Linked DNA regions of Mus musculus: regions 1, 2, 3, 5, 6 and 7 are each linked to region 4. Evidence: chromatin contacts called from public promoter capture Hi-C data. All regions are on one chromosome and are shown on one strand. Each heading gives the region's core, a stretch centred on a gene start, on an enhancer-like site or on the middle of the called end of the contact. The rest is flanking DNA. Distances are from core to core; before and after follow the strand shown.

Region 1 (2,700 bases), core at 66-2,565, 1.3 Mb after region 4:
TACAGAAATGGGCCAGGGGACCTGTTTTGACTTGAAAATAGGAGTAATGGTGTGTAAAGCAAGATCCTCTAAAAGGGAGTTGAATTTCTGGGCGGGTGCAAATGTGTGCTAAGATGGGTCCCCCCCACTTTCTAAGTATACGGCCAAGCTCAGTCCCTGTGCAAACCTAGGACTCCGTCTTGGGAACTAATATATTCTGAACCCTCAGGTCTCTGAATAGCGGTCTCCTACCATCCTGCGATGCAACTTTACAAACCCTGAGAAGCCCTTGGGGACCCTAAGACTCCAAGGGTTCAAAGAGGGGTCTCACAGCATCTCTGACCCCATCCTTCATGAACTCAGGAATTGCTCTTACAGATCTGCCTCAGTTTCTAGAACCCCATGGGTCCTAAGGGGGTGCCTAAGTGAAAACCCAGGAGTGATTCTTGGGGACATCCTCATAACATTCAAGCTCAGGCCTTTGGAAAACTAGGAGACCTCTCCAAATCACAAACAGTCTTGGACTTTAGAGTGGTCCTCAGAATGCAAACCCTATATCTTGAATGGAAATAACGGGTGCAAGCTCGGGGGGTGGCTCTTGGGGACACTGTCCCAGACTGCAACCTTTATGGGTCCTAGAGGAATCCTCTAGTACACCCAGGAAAAAAATCGTGGGAACTCCAAAGCTGCAACCCTCCTAATAGAGAAGACCTGGTGCAAGTACAGGGGTGGGTCTCAGGGACCCCAAAGGCTGCAAGCCCTGGTACCCAAGAGAAACCGTCCAGTGCAAAGTCTAGTTTTCGGAGATCCCCCCTTCAACGCACCCTTAACTACACGCACGCAGAGGGTCACCCTCACACCGTGACGGCCCCAGACTCCCCGCCCCGAGCCCGCCGCCCACGTGACCCTCCCGCGACCCCGCGCGCGCCGCTGCCCCCTCCCCCGCGCGCGCGCACGCGCCCTCGCGGCCCCCTCACCTGGCGGGCCCGCTGCACGGCGTCGGCGAAGGCGTCCTTGCGGATCCCAGGGCCGCCGCCACCGGGAGGCTGTGAGGGGCCCCCGGACGCGCCTCCTCCACCCGGGCCGCCGCCGCCAGGGCCTCCGCCGCCCCGGTCTCCCGCGCCCGGCGGGCCCGGCGGAGGGCCTCCTCCCGCACCCGCGGCTCCCCCTCCGCCGCCAGCGGGAGGCGGCGGGCCGGGCGGGGGACCTCCGGTGTTGTAGTCCGACATGGCGCGGCGGGGACGGGCTTGGTGCGGAGGCTTCAAGCTGAGGAGGCGGAGGCGGCGGCGGCTCAACGCGGGAACAAGGCCTCGCTCCACACGGCCGCGGAGCACGATGGGAAGCCAGCGGCTGGGAAGGCGACGGGGAGGGGGGGTCGCGGAGGGGGAAGAGGGGCACCTCCTCCCGCCACCGGCTTGACGGACGCCGAGGAACAGCCAGTAGTATACGGCTACCACTCTACGCCCGCCAATCGTGGGCCGTAAATCCGGGCGACCAGTCAGAGCTTCGGAAGATGCAGGGGGCGGGAGGCGCGGTGTGACTGACGAAGATAGGACTCAATAAGCCCAGGGCTGCTGGCGCTGGGCGGGCAATTGGAAGTCACGCGAGAAGTCAGGAGGCCCAATGAAGCGCGAGTTCCACCTTCTCGGGGCGGCTCTAGGATGAGAGTGACGGCTCTGATCAGTCACGTGGCCTTGAGGGCGGAGCCTATGAAAATTCTCTGGGATGAGCTGGGCGGGCGCTCGGCAAGATAGTCGTCAACACCAGCTAATGAATACACTTAGGAGGCGGTGCTTGCTAAGATTGGCAGTCATTTGATCCAGTCCCCGAAGCATTTTGGAGGATGCGCTTGGATTTGGACGTGACTTTTCTCAGAATCCTTGTCCTCTGACTTCTGAGCCAATGGCTGAGCGACAAGGGCAAGCGTTCAATGATTGACCCCTCTGTGGACAAATAGCAGTAACAGAAGTAATAGTGCCCGCTTGCTGAGAGCCAGTGAAAGCGCATCTGCATTGGGGTGGAACCCGCTACCAGGCGGCAGGAGCGGATTAGTGGGAGCAGAAGTGAGTGGCAGAGGACGTGGGAGGTAGTGCTCAGCAGCCGGAACTATGGGCAGGACCTTAAGTCAGCGCCCCAGTAGCCTGGCTTGGGGAGGCCTTGCCCGTGGCCTGCCCGAAGCCTTGGGGGGTGGGGGGAGTGGTGGCCCGAAATTGGGTGAAGATTTTCCCTCAAAGGACCTTCACTTCCAAGACTCATGACACCAACTCCTCAAACTTCAAGCCTATTCCCAACCTCGACCCAGGCCCCCCACAGGGGTCCAAGTCTCCTGCTCCCAACCCTGGACTAAGAAGGAACCCCAAGTTCCCACAGGAGTCCAAACTTCCAGTTGCCACCCTGGGCCCAGAAGTCCCAGGTCCATTTACCGGAGTTCAAGACCCCTAGAGCTCCTAGCCTGGACCCCAAAATCTCAGGTCCTCCTGATCCCCAAGTCGTCAGGGTGGGGGTTGAACTTAGGATCTCATAAATGCTAGGCAAGCACCCTAGACGATACACCCCATCTCCCAGCTCCCACCCAGAACCAGCTAATCTCAGACACAGACGTCCAAAACTATCTTTATTCATTGTCTGCATCTTCTCTTGAACAAGCCTGCAAAAACCCGGCTGGAATCCCAACTCAGAATCCCAATTGGAGGACTCCCAGCGCTTTTCTAATCCGAGTCC
Region 2 (2,735 bases), core at 121-2,620, 1.5 Mb after region 4:
TTTAGGAAGTCTTGCACAGTGACTGTGACTGGGATGTCACCCTGAGCATCGTGGGCCTCCAGTACGATGGTCTCTTCGCTCTCCAGCCGTAGGACATTGGGAGTAATGATGGAATACCTGACCGTGGGGTGTGGGAGCAGATGTCACCTCAAGGCCTGAGACTTCAGCCCTCACTCTGGCTGGCCCAGTCCCTAGTTCTAGCGTGTTCTAGTTCTCAGTGCTGGAGCAGATGCCTGGATCCACGTCCTCCCCACACAAGAAGGTACCAAACCACAGCCCACTTTCCCTTAGCCACTAGAAGCTGTCTTTTCCTGGCTTCAGCACTGGGTACCAGCCATAAGGACTTTGCTTGTACTGAGAAAGTGCTCTCTCTACCACTAAGCTATACCTCAGCCTCTCCTCACTTTTCTGTTTGGAAACAGCATCTCACTAAGTTGTTCAGGCTAGCCCTGAACTCACTCTGTAGCCCAGGCTTGGCTGGAATGTGTACACTTCCTGCCTGGGCTTCCAGAGTGGACAGGATGACAGGTCCATGTAATCAGGCCCAATGCTGAGCTTGGCTTTTGACAGTCCACACAAGGGCTATAGACCCCAACAACCCTCCAGTCCTCACATCTTAAAACTTACCATTGCCTAAACCACAAGACATCACAGACACCATAAATCTATAGACCTTCTTCTTCATAAGTAGGCACACCAATGCTACAATACCTGAGTTCTATGAACATAAGACAACCCAAACACTCACATTCTCTCTCTTTCTCTCTGTTTGTATGTATGTATGTATGTATGTATGTATGTATGTATGTATGTATGTATGTATGTCACGTCACAGGAAGATGTCCGGTGTCCTGTTCTATGCCCCTCCCTCCCCACACCTTGAGTCAACATCTCTCTCTGAACCTGGCACTGGGCTGGCAGTCAGCAAGCCCCAGTATCTGGTCTCCAGCCCCACAGTGTGGGGTTACAGGCTCTGGAGGCCACTCCTGGCTTTTCTGTGGGTGCTGGGAGTTTGAGTTAAGGTCCTTATGTCCATGCAGCAAGACTTCATACCCACTGAGCCATCCTCCAGCCCCCAGCACAAATTCTTAACATCCCTGTCTCCCCCCAAGTGGGTGACTCCTAGGTGACTCACCTAGGTGACTCCTAAATTGTATAAGAAACTGCACCCCCAAAAGGTAACTACTTACATGGGGATCCCCAGAGCTAATGGGGAGCTGGCCAACAGCAGCAGTAGCACTAGTAGCTGGGACCCTGAAGCTGGTCCCATAGTGAAGGAAAAAGGTGGAAGGAATGAAGGGGTAAGGGGCAGGGGTGGGCAGAGGCGAGCTGGGGCTGTAGCCGCTGGCTCTTTATATGGCTCTCCTCTCTGGTCCCTCCCTGTTCCTGCACCAGGGACTGCCCAAAATTTCGCAACATAGTTTCCTAAGCTTTTTCACAAACCTGGGGCAACAAGCCTTGGGGTGAGTAACCCTAGGCACATTTCCATTACCCTGGAGCTTGAAAGTACCTGCTTGGCTCAGGCTTTTCTTGGGGTCAAGGCCAGATGCTGAACCTGGGCTGGTCCCTGTTGTACTTGGTTACACCAGAGACCATTGAAGTCTAGAGTGACCTCCTCCCACACTTAGCTGGGTCCCAGTAACCCAGCACTTCTGGATGGCTGGTTCTCCCTACCCCCAAGGTCTTGCTAAATCAGTGGGTCGAGACACATTTGGCATTGCATTATATATCCTGCGTATCAGTATTTACCTTACAATTCAGAACAGTAGCAAAATTAGAGTTGTGAAGTAGCAATGAAATAATTTTATGATTGGAGGTCAGCACAACATGGAAGGGTGGCAGGTTCAGGAAGGTGGAGACCACTGTGCTAAACAGTTCTGAACTCCTACCTCTACCTCCTCAGTTGCTGGGCATTACCCAAGCCCTACTTATGCATTTATAATCCAAGTCTTTCCTATGAGGAGGATAAGGGGTGAGGGCATGTCCCAGCCCAGAGTCCCAGCTCTGTGGAGCATTTTCTGAAGTGGGAAAGAATTCTGGTTTTTTGAGGATCTGGGACGGTTTCTTGGCAGTGGGACAGTTAAGCTTTGGTTTTGAAGGCTGCCTAGAAGTTCGCCCTCCGGGGGGCATGCTTGCTTTCTAGGGAAAAGAATGAGGTGGACCTTACCTACCCTGTCACTCAGGGTGGCTGAATGACTCTGGTGGGCTTTGAGAGTCATGGAGGAAAAGCCTGCTCTTGTCTCTGCCTCTAGGACTTGTCCTGCCCCTATATTATCTCTTTCAGTTGTGTTGGTTTTGTGGTTGTAGGCAGATAATGATTCACAATGCTTAGTTGGTTTTTTTTGTTTGTTTGGTTGGTTGGTTTTTGGTTTTTTAAGACAAAAGTACAAATAGTGGCTTTAGAATACAGCTCAGTGGGAAAGTGCTTCCATACTCAGTAGCATAGGATTGATTCTGGTGGCATACATCTGTAATCCCAGCACGAGATGCTGGAGGCAAGAGGATCAGGAGTTCAAAGTCAACCTTGCTATGTAGCAAGTTAGAGGCCAGCTTGGGCTACATGACACCATTTCTTTTCTTTTTAAAATATTTATATGTATGTGTTGGAGTGTTTTGCCTGTATGTATGTATGTATGTATGTATGTATGTATGTATGTATGTATGTATGTATGTATATATGTATGTATGTATGTATGTATGTATGTATGTATGTATGTATGTATGTATATATGTGC
Region 3 (2,840 bases), core at 209-2,708, 1.3 Mb after region 4:
CCTAGGCAGACTGAGGACTCTACAGAGTCACAGAGGCAGTTCAAGGTCATAGTACTGGGAAGTGGCAACCTGGGGGCACTTTTTGGTCAATTTTGAGACACCTGTCTCATATAGCCCAGGCTAGCCTCACATTCTCTGTACTGTAGGACGAGACCTTGAACTCTGATTCTCTCTCATTCATTACCTTGTTTCCCAAATTTGCCCACCCAGATTTTCCTTATAAAATCCTGTCTCCTTGGCAGTCTTGTTGAGGAGTGTGTGTGTGTGTGTGTGTGTGTTTGTCCTGTTAGAAACAGTCGTGGTTCATATAAGGCCCAACAGCCATGGGGCCTCTTTATATTCCTATCCAAAAGTTGGACCTTAGACTCAAGGTCAACAAAAATGCAATAGGTCTGTTTTAGGGAAGGCTAGGGGCTCCATGTCCCCTGTCACACGGAGAAAGGGCCAGTTTTTGCTGCTCCCCACTGCCACCTCCCATACTGGAGCTAGAACCTAGGACCTTTGCACATGCCAGGAAAGCACTTTACTGCTAAACTGCACCCCTACCTCAAATTCCTTCCTAGACAGGTCAGACCCCAGTAGAAGCAGAGTGACCTCAGATGGACTGACTCCCTAGCTGGAGCAGCCTGGGGCAACTGGCCAGGTCCGGGAAAGAGCCGGCTGGCAGCAAATGTAAATAAGAGACTAGGAGAGCTGGCTAGGGGCTCTGTGTGTGCTCCAGCAAGGATGTGAAGTTGTGTTAGCTGCAGGTGGGAGCGGGTCACCCCTCGGATTGTGCACAGAGCAGAGGAGGGTTTGGCTCTGGGCCGTGGAGGGGAAAGCGTCCCGCTCTGCAGTCCATCCCCCCCAGTAGGCATCCCACAGGGGGTGGGGGAGGGGGCGGTGGGGGGGGGAGGGGCCGCTGGGTCCTGGCAACCGCAGCCACTGCAGGCCTGGAGCCTTGGCAGCCCTGTTTCGCGACGTCAGGCCAGACGCGGGTGGACAGAGGGAAGGGAACCTAGACAGAGGTGGTGGGGTCCAGCCAACAGGTAGCCTGTGGCTGCCGTAGCCGCGGCATTAAGGGGCACCGGTTACGGCGCGGGCGGATCCTGCCGCGGTGGTCGCTGCCCATAGTACCTGCTGTGCACGGTCCGGATCTCCCCTTCCCAGCCTGGCCAGCCCCTGGCGCAACTCGTGCACGTCCACGCGGCCGTCCTTGTTGCTGTCTAGTTCCTCGAACAGGCGACCCCAGCGCTGCCGCCGCTCCGCGTCGCTTGAGCCCCCCCGCATGGCGCCCGCCCAGGGGGGAGGGGAGGCCCCGCAGCGACGGCCTCGGCGGGGGCTTTCTGGCTCCCCCTCCCCCCCGGGGTCCCCACAAAGCCAGCTCCCGCGCCCACCCGCACCGCAGCCTCTTCAGTGCGGGGCCGAGCTCCGGCACTTGCTGGAAGTGATAAATGCTAGTCGTCCCCGCCCGCGCCAGAACTTGGTCTCCTCCTCCGACCCGCATTACTTGGGGGAGGGGGCTGGGGGCGGAGCAGGGGGCGTGGGGAAGCATTCTAGGAGGCTCTGGTTTTGCACATCTGACAGCGCATTCCTGGGACGGTAGGAGAGGCAACCGTCTTAGTACTCTGCTTGCCTCAGTTTACCCTTTTTTCCTTAAATGGTTTTGGTAGGGAATTGTCAGGAATTGGATTCGTAATCTTGTTCATTTACACCTTCCTCTCTAACGGATCACTTATCAGAAATTCAAGTTTTTGCTTCTCCCAGGTCTACGCAAAGAATTCTGAACCAGTTTAAAAGCTTCTTTCGCCCGCCTGCTCTAGTTAGATTCCCCAGTCGATGATAGAAACAGCAGATCAACAAAGAGGTGTGGGCTCCCTCCCCAACACTTCATTCCGCCCGCGCGCCTCCTTTTCTTGGTGACACTCGGAGAGAGAAACGCAAGGTCAACGAGCGGCGCGGCTGCAAAGTTAAATCCTTATTGGTCAATGCGCCCTAGCTGCGGCGGTCCGCTCTACCTAGGCGGGGCTTCCCGGTTGACCCGCCGCGGCCTCCTGTCCCGCAGCTCGCAGCCCGCTAGGCATTCTTAAAGGGGCCGCGCCCCAATTCAGACTCTCTGAAGGCTGCTCTTTGCAGACCTGCCTGGAAAGGGAGTCGCGGACCAGTATCTCCCGCGCCACTAAAGATAACGATCAGGAGGAGGGGCTCTGGAGGCGGGGCCTCAGCCGGCGGCTGTGGTTGCACCTGCTGAAGTCCCGCCCACAAGTTTCGGGTGCAGTTTTTCGTCTCACCGTCAGGGGGAAGGGCGTCCGTCTGACCGCGAATAATAAATAAGAGCTCACATTGAGTGCGTTGCGCATGCCAGAGCCCTTCACTCGCTGCTCAGTAACGAACCTACCCCAAACCCTGTGAGGTAGGTAGGTGACACTAGCTTTTCCCACGCTACAGTGGAGAAATCAAAAGCTTCAAATCTTAGTCTGGATTCCCATTTAGGGCCAGAGCAGAGATTTAAACAGAGTTTAAACCACCACTCCCAGGAAGGGACGACGCCTCATTTATTTATTTATTTATTTATTTATTTTTCTTGTTCAAAGACACAGTCTCTCTATGTAGCCACGGAATTTACTATGTAGACCGGGCTGATCTGGACCTCACAGAGCTCCACCTGGGATCTAAGGCGTATGCTACACTACAATGGGTGTTGTATATAGCCTTGTATGTGCTAGATAAACTAGCCACAGAACTCCAGCTGCAGCTCTATGGCTATTGTTGTTATTGTCCTTTTGAGCCAAGGTCTCTGTAGCCTCGCTGGCCTTGAATGTGCAGCAGTTCGCCTGCTTCGGAATCCCAGTTGCTGGGAC
Region 4 (2,700 bases), core at 88-2,587:
ATGCTCACTTGCCTTTAAAAACTTGCACTGGCACAGTACTCCTAATATACTCATACTGAACTATGGGATGTGTCAGGCAGTCAGGATATTCGATTCCCTTTCTTAATCTTTAGAGAACCTTTCTCTGAATTTCACTTGGACCATACTTTTAGGAATTCAATATAGCATGTTCTAATAAATATTAAGTCATCTGGGGAAAATCTGAGGAAAAAAATATGTAAGATTCATAACTTAAGTCTTATTGAAGATACAGAAAGTGAAGTTCATTAATTTCCCAAAGTGTTTTTTCTCAACCCGGTAATACAATCTCTCAGCAAAATAAAATGTTGTTTTAGAAACCAATTACAATTTAAGAAAGAAAAAATTCTTAATGTGAAATGAAAAACTCATAAACTAGGACAATGAGGGCAAGTCAATACAAAACAAAAAGTTCAGTTTAGTCTCTGCCCCACTGTCAACTTCGGAAAATAATTACCTAGTCAAAAGTACAGGCATGATAGTGTTTTATAACAGTTCCTTTCAACTTCTCTTTTGGCTTTCATATTAAAACTTTCTGTCTCACACACACCATGGACTCTTGGTAAACAACCATATGGGTATTTCTTAAACAACAGATTAAAACTCATATGAACCTCATACTAATAAAGTCACTATCCACTTTTCAAAGAAAAAAAACAGATTAAAAGTAGATCCTACATTAATACTCTTCAATATTACTAAAGAAAGCAAAAAACAAAAAAAAAAAAAACTGAAAACAAATTATACTTTGGCAAAACGATGCTTTTTGTGTCCTCAGCAGGAAGTATCAGCTTGAATCAAAATACTTTTAAAAGCCAGTTTTCCGACCTGTTGCACGGCATAGTAGTAGCCCGTTCCTTTAATCCTAGCGCTCTCTCTGTTCACTGTGCACCAGGTTCATGCTTTTCTTCTGACACTTGTCACCTGGGCAAGTACCTGAAGCCTCTGAGGCTCCCAATAACACACACACACACACACACACACAGCGGGTTATCGCTGCCGCCAACGCATAGCGCACACACACAGACACACACACACACCCCTGAAGCTTGAGGTCTCCCTGAGAGAGAGGATGCCGAACACAGCGGGTTATCGCTGCCGCCAACGCATAGCGCACTTTCTCTACAACTACCCCAAATGTGGTTGCAAACGACCCCTCATATCATCCAGGGCCCGACCTCCAGCGATTACACCAAGAACTCCAACACCCTAGCGTTCAGTACCTCACAGAACACCGAGGATCCCGGCAACTTTTTCAACCTGCAGAGACGCGACTTCGACTTCCGGAGCCGTGGGACACACGCATGCGCACTCCAACCATTCCGCCCGCTTTTTGCTCGTGCTTCCCATAACAAAAGCGAAAGGCAGGCGGGGCCTCGGCCAAGCTCCTCCCAGTTGGTCCCTGCAGAGTAGGAAGCCTGCTGCTCCTCTTTCCACGCCCCTAATGGATTTTTCTGGGGACTAGCGGGGGGGGGGGGGGGGGGGGGAGAACACACTGTTCAAAGGATAGTAACTGGCTTGAAAGAGTCCTAAATCCTGTAGCCAATTGGAACCCTATTCCGAGTGAGACTCCAAATTCTATTTTGTTGAATAAATGGATCAGAGGCAAAACCCTTTGTTAATCTAAGTTAAGCACCCAAATGCACTTTTACACGATGTAAATAGACGAAGATAACAATGTTGTTTTGTTGTTTTTTTAATCGCAATTTAGGGCTATTATGCTATTGCCAGGCAAGTTGAAAAATACCAACAATCCTTTGTTAGTCTGAAGATTTATCGTTCTTTACTATATTTTTGAGTGATGAAAAATTGTCATGAGTTTAGAAACTTTGTAATGATTAATTTCAGAATATAGAAAGCTGAACAAGAGTATGTAGGCTTATATCGAGTGTAAAAAAATTAATTAAAAATTAAATTTTAAAAAGTGTGTAGGCTTTAAAAGTTTATCACGATTATTTGGAGTTATTTGGGAACCCTTTGTATCGGGTTAAAAGGCATTTTTAAACACAGAATAACTTTTTTATCTTTCACAAAATGTTCCACTATTAGTTTAAATTGAGTCTACATCTATTCATTTTACCCACCCACTTTTTTCAGGAAGTGGGGAAAGTTTTGAAATTCCATTGATGAAAATGAAGGTCTTTTGTTCATTCTTTTAAACTACATGCAACATTAATGGCACTGCCTATGTTAATTGTAACTGTTAATCTTTCTCCCTTAAGTTCATCAAAGTTCATCAAAGACTGAGTGCATTGACAAAAATGATGGGATTGTATGCATTTATGGTAGGATGGAAATGATCTCCATTGTTCTATCAATAGAAAAAAATCAGTTAAAGGTATCTTTCCCATGACTGAGAAGAATATTTCCATGTACGTGATTTCCATGTAATTGAGTTAAAGAAATTCAGTGTGATTGGGGCACATTCCACCTATAACATGAAGTCAGAATTTGGCACAATGGAATCGAATATGTGAAGAAAACCAAATAAATTGGCATTGCTACTTACGTTCCCATTAAAATGATATAAATGGGACGAATTTTGAAGTGAGTATATTAGACTAAAAGGAGACTTAAAATCAAAATGTACTTCTTTAGTTTGTTATTTATGTCTGCTTATCTATGCTAGTGTCATCCATATTAAAACTTCCTAATACTACCCACAGTGGTCTAATAGAAATG
Region 5 (2,700 bases), core at 130-2,629, 1.5 Mb after region 4:
GGAGACTTAGTCAACGTACGCGTCTATGAGCTTACCTTGTTTCAACTTTGCTGGGCCACCGAAAAGCCTAAAATTCTTCGCACTATGCTGATCTCTAATCCTCGGCTGAATGCCGCTGTAGGTCCTACCTGAAGACTCCGCCCTAGGCGTAACCTTGCAGCAGCTGAGTTCCCTACTTCAAACTGAAACATAGGCTCCTCAATTCCTACTGAGTCCTCAGATCTGGAAGAGTCCCAGCTGCTGGATCCTAGTTGTAGCTTGCAACTCTTAATTAGATTGCTGACCCTGGCGCGAAGCTTCCCACCGTAGTGTGATACCTTTTTCGTCACTGGGACTCTGAGTCCTTCTCCACCCTCCTCCACCATCCCTCTACCCCACTTTACATCTCAGAGCTTAGCCCACAAGCCACCAGCAGGTGGGGCCAAGGCCTATTGGAGCCTCAGTTCCAGCACTGGCTCCAGGGCGTCTTTCCTCAGAAGTCTAGACTGCTCTTCTAGCTGCAACACAATGGTGTTTTGACACTTGCGTAGCGGCGGAGAAAGCACCTACAGCCAGGGAGAGTGGGGTGGGAGCCAACAGGGCCTCTTCCCTTTTATCCGGGAGCCTTAAGGGGGTTTACAAGGCGTGAAAGGACTTTTATGATTGGGAGGACCCGAAATCCTAAGCCCCAGGGTCCCAGAATCTAGAGGCAGTTCTGATTTGGGCCTTACATACTGAATGAGGCTGGAAAATGTGTAGTCAAGTGCAAGTGCGCGGTGCTGTGCGTGCATGCGTGTGTGTGTGTGTGTGTGTGAGTGTGTGCCTAGCCCAGAACGGTGCCCAAAGGACAACCTGTCCTCTGTTTCTCAGAGGAGACTCTGGCGGGAAGGAAGAGAAGTCAGGATGCGGTGGTGTTGGGGGGTGCTAATGGACCTGGCCTTGGCTGGATGTGCATCCTGGGCAAGATCGAAGTCATCCCATCTCTGTGGCCGGAGGGAAACAGACTATTAGTGAGACGAAATGGAGATTTCTGGAGCCGAGTAGGTCCCCGCAAGAGCCTAATGACCAACCACAGATTTTCCCTGCCATGGAGTGGGGACACGTGGGAAAGACTGCTTGGATTTGGGGTTTTGATCTCTTGACCCTTTATAAAAAAAATGCGAAGTTGAAAGGAAAGGATGAATAGTTTGGGATGGCAGAGGAGAGAAATATGGGGTACAAATTTTGAAAATTAATCGAGGCGTACTTTGAGGTGGCGCATGGCCCTTTAATGGGGGGCGGGGCATCATCTGGACTCCGCCCTCAGAGCCCCCCGCTGGGGGCTCGGCAGAGTAGAGGCGTGGAAAGGCACGAAGGGGCGTTGTAATCTAGGCTGGTGGGCGTGGCCTGGCGGCGGGGCGGGGCGAGGTTGGGCACACTGCCCTGGGGCTGAGTCTCCGGTGGAGGGCGGCGGAGACCCGGGCAGGAGGCGGTGGCGTCCTGGGCGGCAAGAGCAGCATGGATTGGGGTACCGAGTTGTGGGTGAGTCTTTTTCCCCAGTTCCCACGGTTCTCCCTTGCTGGGGTCCTGGCTTCTCCGCTCTTTGTCCCCGAAGTACCTTAGCCCGGACTCCACGCTTTCCCTTGCAGCTGATCCCTTGGGTCCCCGCCCTCTGCCCTCCGCACTCACTCAAAAGTTCCTTTGGGACTTTCAAGACGCCCCGAGGACGTAGGGATACTTTGCCCAGGACCCGCATAGGGAAACTGAGGCACAGAGTTGAGAGGAAGACCATCTGAAGAAGTCCCTGGACCAGGCCAGGGAGGGGGGACAGCTGGGTGAGGTCACCTATTTTGAGCGCCCTGGCCTGGCTTGGAGGCTAATCTTACGGCCCCTGGGTCCCTGCCCGTCGCCCGCCTGTCCGGCTGGGAGGGGGAGGGGACCCTTTGGTCACCTTCTGTCCCACGTGGGGCCTTACCGGGTTCCTTCCCCGCTTACAATTGGAACGCTGAGGGGGAGGGGAAGGGGCTATAGGACTCGGCCCCGGGCGCTGGGCGGAGCCACCCCTTACCCGCCTCTTAACCTCACCCAGGAAGCCCTAGAAGTTTCCCTGAATCCTTGTCGGACTATTGACCCCTCCTCTTTCTGGAGGCGGTGCAATCTTAGGATGTAGTGGGGGTGAGCCACTATAGTGGAGGCATCACAGAAGCAGGGGAAACTGAGTCACTCAACTGAGGATCCCGGGGGATCTTGGCGAGTGGGGAAATTTGGCCATAGAGGCCCCCCGACCCTGCTTCCACGCACTTTGAGCTGCACGAACTCATCCCTTCTGTGCCTGATTTTTGTGCCAAGCCCTCTTGATTTTTTGGAATTTGGAGGGGATTAGAGGAGGGGTGAGGGAACTGGCGTGGTTTAGCCTCCTTCCACACCCTTGCTGGCCACCCCGATTCCGAGAGACCCTGCTGTCTGGTTTGGGGCCCTGGCCGTGTTGTCCAGGCCCTTCCCTGGAGGAGGACATGGGGGTTCCCGCCAGCTTCCTGCCTCCCCTGCGCCACGCCGGGGCGGCGCCTGGGGAAGCCAGCCAGCCCTTGCTGGAACCGCTAAGCCCCGAGAGATTGTCCACCCCACCCCACCTCCGCTGTTCCGGGTCGCTGGGATTTCGGTGCCTCCTACCCAGGTGACCCTAACGTTCCCCAATCGCGCTCCTGCAATCAGGATCAGTTTGAGGTGCTGGAACGCCACACG
Region 6 (2,700 bases), core at 81-2,580, 1.6 Mb after region 4:
CTCAATGGTAGTCACATCACATGAAAGCCATTCAGCATGGGTAATGATTGATTTATGGGCATCCTGGATCTGTCTATGGCATTTGCATGCAATGCTCCACATTGGAGAGTGTTCCTTCCTCAGCAATCATTCCTGATTATGTAACTTGGTGAGGGGCCTTGCCAATCTTGCAAGCTTCAGGGCCTTCCTGAGCTTTGTGAGTTGTTGACTGCTTACTTCCTGAGGCTCAAGGAACATCCCTAGGATCAGACATGTCAATTCTCAGGACACAGGTTTGCAGGTGAGCATGTTTCAGATAAGGCATTAAGATGTTAATTGAAGGCAAAACTAACTTTTATTTATGAAAATTTGAAGACAAAGACTGTAATTTTTAATGTGTAATAAAAACTAAGTACATTTCTGCATCTGAAACATTTCTTAAGTAAAAAACGCCATCTGTAGACACAGTGAATGTGCTTTTTATATTGGCAAGTTCTGACTTGAAGTGTTCAGTTCACAATTTCATATGAGTGTTTGTACACAAATAATTTGTTGAGTACAGAATGCCATATTATAAAGTACATTGTGAAATGGTACCAAGCCCATTTTAGGGATTTAGGCAAGGGGTCTCCGAGGGTTCTTGTGCTTTTGGCAGTAGAGGAATTTTGTATGTGTGTGTCTCAGCAATAGTTCAATAACTTTTCCCTTTGCTGTGATTAATTAATAATTAATTAATACCTCACAGAAGAAAGTTACCTAACAAGAAGGTTTGAGGGACTCAGTCCACCTGCTGGGAGTGTGAGGAGGTGGCTGGTCATGTTGTGTTCACAGTCAGGAAGGAGAGAGGGAGAATGGGAGGGGGAGGGGGAGGGAGAGGGAGAGGGAGAGGGGAGAGAGAGAGAGAGATAATTGTCTCCATTGTCCCTCATTAAACAACTGTTTGACAGTTCATACACATATACAAGGGACTTCAAACCTTGTTCCTCTCCCTCTGAAACTCCCTTCTCAACAAGGCCCCTCTGACTTCTGCTTTTAATTCAGTGTGTTGCCCCAGCCCGTGAGATGCCACCACCTACATTCAGAGTAGGTCTTCCATACTCCATTAACCCTCTCTAAGAATGCCCTTCCAGGGTGCCGCAGCACTGTGTCTCCTGGCTGATTCTATCCTGTCAGTTTGACTTGCCATCATAGTTAGGATAATGTCAGCTAAACTCCCCAGAGAGGTTTGTCTCCCCTCAGGGTCTGTGGATTTCCATGTTTCTGTGATCTTTAGGTGAGGGCTATAATTTGGGTCTGTGGTTTGCTGCAGCTGGTCAGCAAAGAGCAAAGAGGAAGCTGTGAGCTGATAGCAATAGTCAGAGTAGCTGGGTGCAGCAGCCAGTGCACAGTGCCAGGTCAGGAGTTCCCAGAATACACTACAGTGTTCTCAGATTTTTGCCAGGTGTATGTGGCAATCAATCAAGATGGAAGATGGGCAGATAACTTGGATTTTTTTTTCTCAACTTGACACCAACTAGAGTTGTCTGGGAAGAGGGAACTTAGCTAAGAAGTCCTCATGGGACTGCCTGTAGGCAAATCTGTGGGGGCATTTTCTTGGTTACTGATTGACGTGGGAAGGCCACATCCACTGTGGATTGTACAACCCTAGAGCAGGTGGTTTTGGATTGCAGGGAAAGCTAGTGGAGGGAGCTTGGTCCTGCACTGCACGGAAGCTTTGGCTGAGCAAGCCTGTAAGCAGTGCTCCTTTGTGGTTCTGCATCAACTCCTGCTTGCAGGTTCCTGCCCTGACTTTCCTCAGTGATGGAGTGGGACCTAGGAGTTGTAGGATGCAATAAAGCATCTTCTTCCTGTGAGGCTTCTGGTTATGCTGTTAATCACAGCAACGGAGATCCTGAATAAGACACTAGACTAGATTATGCCTATGCAGGGTCCTAGGCTCTACTGGGCTCAAATGTCCTCCCAAGGCAATGGAGAGTCAAGAAAGATCTTACAGACAAGTAGACCAATGGAACAGAATTGAAGACCCAGAGATGAATCCACACACCTATGGTCACTTGATCTTTGACAAGGAAGACAGCATTTTCAACAAATGGTGCTGGCACAACTGGCGGTTATCATGTAGAAGAATGCGAATTGATCCATTTCTATCTCCTTGTACTAAGGTCAAATCTAAGTGGATTAAGGAACTCCACATAAAACCAGTGACACTGAAACTTATAGAGGAGAAAGTAGGGAAAAGCCTCGAAGATATGGGTACAGGGGAAAAATTCCTGAATAGAACAGCAATGGCTTGTGCTGTAAGATCAAGAATCGATAAATGGGACCTCATAAAATTGCAAAGCTTCTGCAAAGCAAAAGACACCGTCAATAAGACAAAAAGGCCACCAACAGATTGGGAAAGGATCTTTACCTATCCCAAATCGGATAGGGGACTAATATCCAATATATATAAAGAACTCAAGAAGATGGACTCCAGAAAATCAAATAACCCCATTAAAAATGGGGCTCAGAGCTGAACAAAGAATTCTCACCTGAGGAATACCGAGTGGCAGAGAAACACCTGAAAAAATGTTTAACATCCTTAATCATCAGGGAAATGCAAATCAAAACAACCCTGAGATTTCACTTCACTCCAGTCAGAATGGCTAAGATCAAAAACTCAGGTGACAGCAGATGCTGGTGAGTATGTGGAGAAAGGGGAACACTCCTCCATTGTTGGTG
Region 7 (2,866 bases), core at 105-2,604, 1.4 Mb before region 4:
TCTCTCTCTCTCTCTCTCTCTCTCTCTTTCTTTCTCTCTTTCTCTCTTTCTCTCTCTCTCTCTGTTCATTCTTCATTCTTTACTTATCCTTTCAGACCTCAGGAAACAGGTCCAAAAGTAACTCAATATAAAATATCTGGCCAGAATACCCCCTCCAAAAACACTAAAACAAAAACAACGCCCCCCCCCCAAAAACAAACAAACAAACTAGGAAAATCCTTTTTAAAATCAATTTACTGTGACAACTAAGTATGTTTTCCTTGTTTAAAAGAAGGACCCTCTCAATCTCTCAATCTTCCTTTGTCCTTAGTTCATATCATGTCCACCCCACCCCCACCCCCACCCCACCCTCACTCCTACCCCCACCCCCACCCCGCGCCTCATCATCCCGGTCTCTACAGAAGAGGATTTTAAAATAAGGCAATATATAAACCACAGTCACAGATACGAAAACGCGAACGAAGAGGACTGATGTCAACTTTTAAAATAAAGCTTGATCTTACGGAATTCCTGTTCTCTTATACTGAACAAACCAGTGCTATTTCCTTCACCCCAGTTCACAGGCGTAAGTTTTTGTGGGAGGGGGTCTGAGCTTTGCAAGCGGGTTCTGGCTGCAAGCACTCACCTCCGGGATGTTCTGGAGCGCCCCGGACCGGGTGGGCTCCGCCTTTGTGAGCCCAGAGCCACCAAATTTCCCCTCCGCCCAAACTCCCCCGCGCCCTGCTCCCCTTTGCCTCTGAGCTCTGGATCTCCTGAATCCAGACTCCTACAGTCGCTAGCACCCCTAGAGCCACAAGTGCTTCTTAACTGAGCGGAGGGGACATCCCCAGCAGGCAGAGTCGATCCTTCCCGGGCGGCCCCGAGGGTGTGGCCCTAGCTCTTGTTCCCGTAGGGCTCTTACCTTTGCGTCACCCGGAGCTGCTTTAGGGGTCCAGGAGCCCCTTGAGCCCCGGGCTGTGAGGGACACGGAGGGAGGGAGGCTCGAGGTGAGTGGAGGGGGCTCCGGCAAGGAGCCCGATGAGGACTCCGAGGGGGTGAAGCGATCGATCTGGGTATTGGAAAAAGTCTCTTTATAAGGGCGGAAGGCGGGGGCGATCGTCAGAGCTCTGGAGAAGGACGTCAGAACAAAGTGGTGCTGGGCGTGAGTTGCGGACTGTGCCCTGGTGTGGCCCGGGGTGCGAGGGAACAGCCAAGCTCAGATCCAGCACTTGCCCAAGTTCATGTTCCCATCCCAAGTCAAGTCGTCTGCTACCCTAGAATGGAGGACTCCAGACTAAAGGTCATTTCCCAGCCTACCTGCCCACTTTATCTTTCTGGGTTGCAAAAGACAGCAATGGACTTGGAGGATTTCACTTGCAGATGCAGACTGGAAGCTTCCAAACCCCGCCTTGAGGTGTCCACATGCAAGCTCAGTTAAGGGCCTTGTCTCTGTCTCTGGTTGGCCTCAGAGAGGGGTTGCTTTCAAGCCCTTCTTGGCTAGTTTTTTTGTAGAAACATGTTAGGAAGGTTTAGACTAGTCAGCCTATTTCTCTTTGCTTTATATTCATATTCCCTTCACTTAAAACTGGGGTCACCATGAAACTTTCTCACAGGTGCACAGTTCTTTAAAATAAAGTTGGTGTGTAAGCCACAGGAAACATCCTACTAGCTAAGCCAAGCACTCTAGCTTATAAAAGCACTCAGTCTATCACTTCAAACAGGTTTAGATCTTTTGCATGCATATATATCTAGCACTACATTTCTAGCATACTACATATCTAGTATTCTGTGACAGGATTACTTATGTATCTGTTGTACCTGTCTTTAAAGGGCTTTATCTTATAACAGTTGAATATATTGTAGAGGGGGCTGCTTCTGCAACCTTTTAAATGTGTTTCAGGGAGAGGTGTTATGGAATGGGTGTGAGGAAAAAGAAAAGATTGAAAGCCATAAAGTCTCAGCTTTGTGCCCACTTTCTCACTTCTTTCTACATCTACTGAGCCAGTCTATTAAACAGTGAAACAGTGCATCTGACAGCTAACGAGGTGAAGTCCATACTCAGCTGCTATCCACCTCTCTAGGCTAACCTGCAGACTAGCTCCCATCTTAGACTGGATTTATAGAGGCTCTTTTAACTGTATTCCCCATTCCTTTGTTCTCTGTGTGAACAGTAACTTCCCCTGTTACTGGACAGGGCAGAGGCCTATGTGGATAGTTGTCATAATGAAGGTTTGTAACCAGCTAATTGCTATCTATCTATCTATCTATCTATCTATCTATCTATCTATCTATCTATCTATCTATCTATGGAACAGACCCTATTTGAGCTCAGACAGAAACTAACAGAAGACAGACATGAAATTCATTTAACCACTCAGTGTTTTAGGTGGGATTTCTTTTACTTTTGATTCTAATTAACTTCTGATTTTGAACTTAGGCCACAGATTAATACACATTTTTTTCCTTCTGGAATATTCCTTAAGGTGATGACACAGATATTTCAGTTGCAGTAGGGCAGGGATCAGGAATGCAGTGTCTCAGACAGTGTGCCAGTTTATGGGGCTAAGGTCAGAGAGTGTGACTCAAGCACAGAGAGACAGGAGAGATGGCTGTCCTCACAGAACATCACTAGGGCTTAGGGGTGAGAATCCGGAGTGCAGCCAGGGCTGGCACTCTGGGAGAGGTGGGGCTAGGGAAACTAATTAATTTTGAGAAGCCAGGAATACCAGGATCTAGACCAACTCCCAGATCTCAGTAGTGACAGTGACCTTGAAAGTGGCTTAAAAGAAAACTGGCAAAGAAACTGTCCTTCATGATAAAGAGCACCAGTTGAAAATGACAACTACTGATGTATTGAGTCTGGCTTTTGGCAGACATGTCCTCATCT

Evidence for each region. Promoter capture Hi-C pulls out the DNA fragments that hold promoters and counts their contacts. Capture Hi-C pulls out chosen DNA fragments and counts their contacts.
Region 1: a promoter capture Hi-C map of pre-B cells shows a contact between it and region 4. The contact joins the promoter of Khsrp here to the promoter of Pot1b in region 4. A contact is called at or near these places in 3 of 39 promoter capture datasets (cranial neural crest, liver and pre-B cells).
Region 2: a promoter capture Hi-C map of pre-B cells shows a contact between it and region 4. The contact joins the promoter of C3 here to the promoter of Pot1b in region 4. A contact is called at or near these places in 3 of 39 promoter capture datasets (hippocampal neurons, liver and pre-B cells) and 1 of 9 other capture datasets (adipose tissue).
Region 3: a contact with region 4 is called in a promoter capture Hi-C map of liver, with 2.3 times the contacts expected there. The contact joins the promoter of Slc25a23 here to the promoter of Pot1b in region 4. A contact is called at or near these places in 1 of 39 promoter capture datasets (pre-B cells) and 1 of 9 other capture datasets (liver).
Region 5: a contact with region 4 is called in a promoter capture Hi-C map of liver, with 5 times the contacts expected there. The contact joins the promoter of Trip10 here to the promoter of Pot1b in region 4. A contact is called at or near these places in 5 of 39 promoter capture datasets (cranial neural crest, hippocampal neurons, liver and 1 more), 1 of 115 datasets of contacts at active chromatin or transcription factors (astrocytes) and 2 of 9 other capture datasets (adipose tissue and liver).
Region 6: a contact with region 4 is called in a promoter capture Hi-C map of pre-B cells, with 2.3 times the contacts expected there. The contact joins the enhancer-like site here to the promoter of Pot1b in region 4. A contact is called at or near these places in 2 of 39 promoter capture datasets (hippocampal neurons and pre-B cells), 1 of 115 datasets of contacts at active chromatin or transcription factors (astrocytes) and 1 of 9 other capture datasets (liver).
Region 7: a contact with region 4 is called in a promoter capture Hi-C map of hippocampal neurons, with 37 times the contacts expected there. The contact joins the promoter of Slc5a7 here to the promoter of Pot1b in region 4. A contact is called at or near these places in 7 of 39 promoter capture datasets (the 3T3-L1 cell line, 3T3-L1-derived adipocytes, cranial neural crest and 3 more).

The regions. Positions count from the first base shown.
Region 1 is chr17:57,030,192-57,032,891 of GRCm38.p6, forward strand. It overlaps Khsrp (KH-type splicing regulatory protein), which reads right to left and starts at 1,316. Exons shown (of 18, transcript NM_010613.3): 1 at 957-1,316. The coding sequence starts at 1,208. Slc25a41 (solute carrier family 25, member 41) reads right to left here. Exons shown (of 7, transcript NM_175333.3): 7 at 2,581-2,700.
Region 2 is chr17:57,226,766-57,229,500 of GRCm38.p6, forward strand. C3 (complement component 3) reads right to left here and starts at 1,371. Exons shown (of 41, transcript NM_009778.3): 1 at 1,191-1,371; 2 at 1-117. The coding sequence starts at 1,270.
Region 3 is chr17:57,058,405-57,061,244 of GRCm38.p6, forward strand. Slc25a23 (solute carrier family 25 (mitochondrial carrier; phosphate carrier), member 23) reads right to left here and starts at 1,459. Exons shown (of 10, transcript NM_025877.4): 1 at 1,117-1,459. The coding sequence starts at 1,269.
Region 4 is chr17:55,711,299-55,713,998 of GRCm38.p6, forward strand. Pot1b (protection of telomeres 1B) reads right to left here and starts at 1,338. Exons shown (of 17, transcript NM_028370.2): 1 at 1,242-1,338.
Region 5 is chr17:57,248,072-57,250,771 of GRCm38.p6, forward strand. It overlaps Trip10 (thyroid hormone receptor interactor 10), which reads left to right and starts at 1,380. Exons shown (of 15, transcript NM_001242389.1): 1 at 1,380-1,500; 2 at 2,671-2,700. The coding sequence starts at 1,477. It also overlaps a transcript of Gpr108 not described here.
Region 6 is chr17:57,343,196-57,345,895 of GRCm38.p6, forward strand. No RefSeq gene overlaps it. Among named protein-coding and RNA genes, the nearest start is that of Adgre1, 14 kb to the right of the region's middle. Within about 2 kb of position 1,331, at least 93 of the 459 cell types and tissues checked have an H3K27ac peak or open chromatin away from gene starts, as enhancers often do. A contact at or near this core is called in liver and pre-B cells, where this site is marked.
Region 7 is chr17:54,297,680-54,300,545 of GRCm38.p6, forward strand. Slc5a7 (solute carrier family 5 (choline transporter), member 7) reads right to left here and starts at 1,355. Exons shown (of 9, transcript NM_022025.4): 1 at 902-1,355.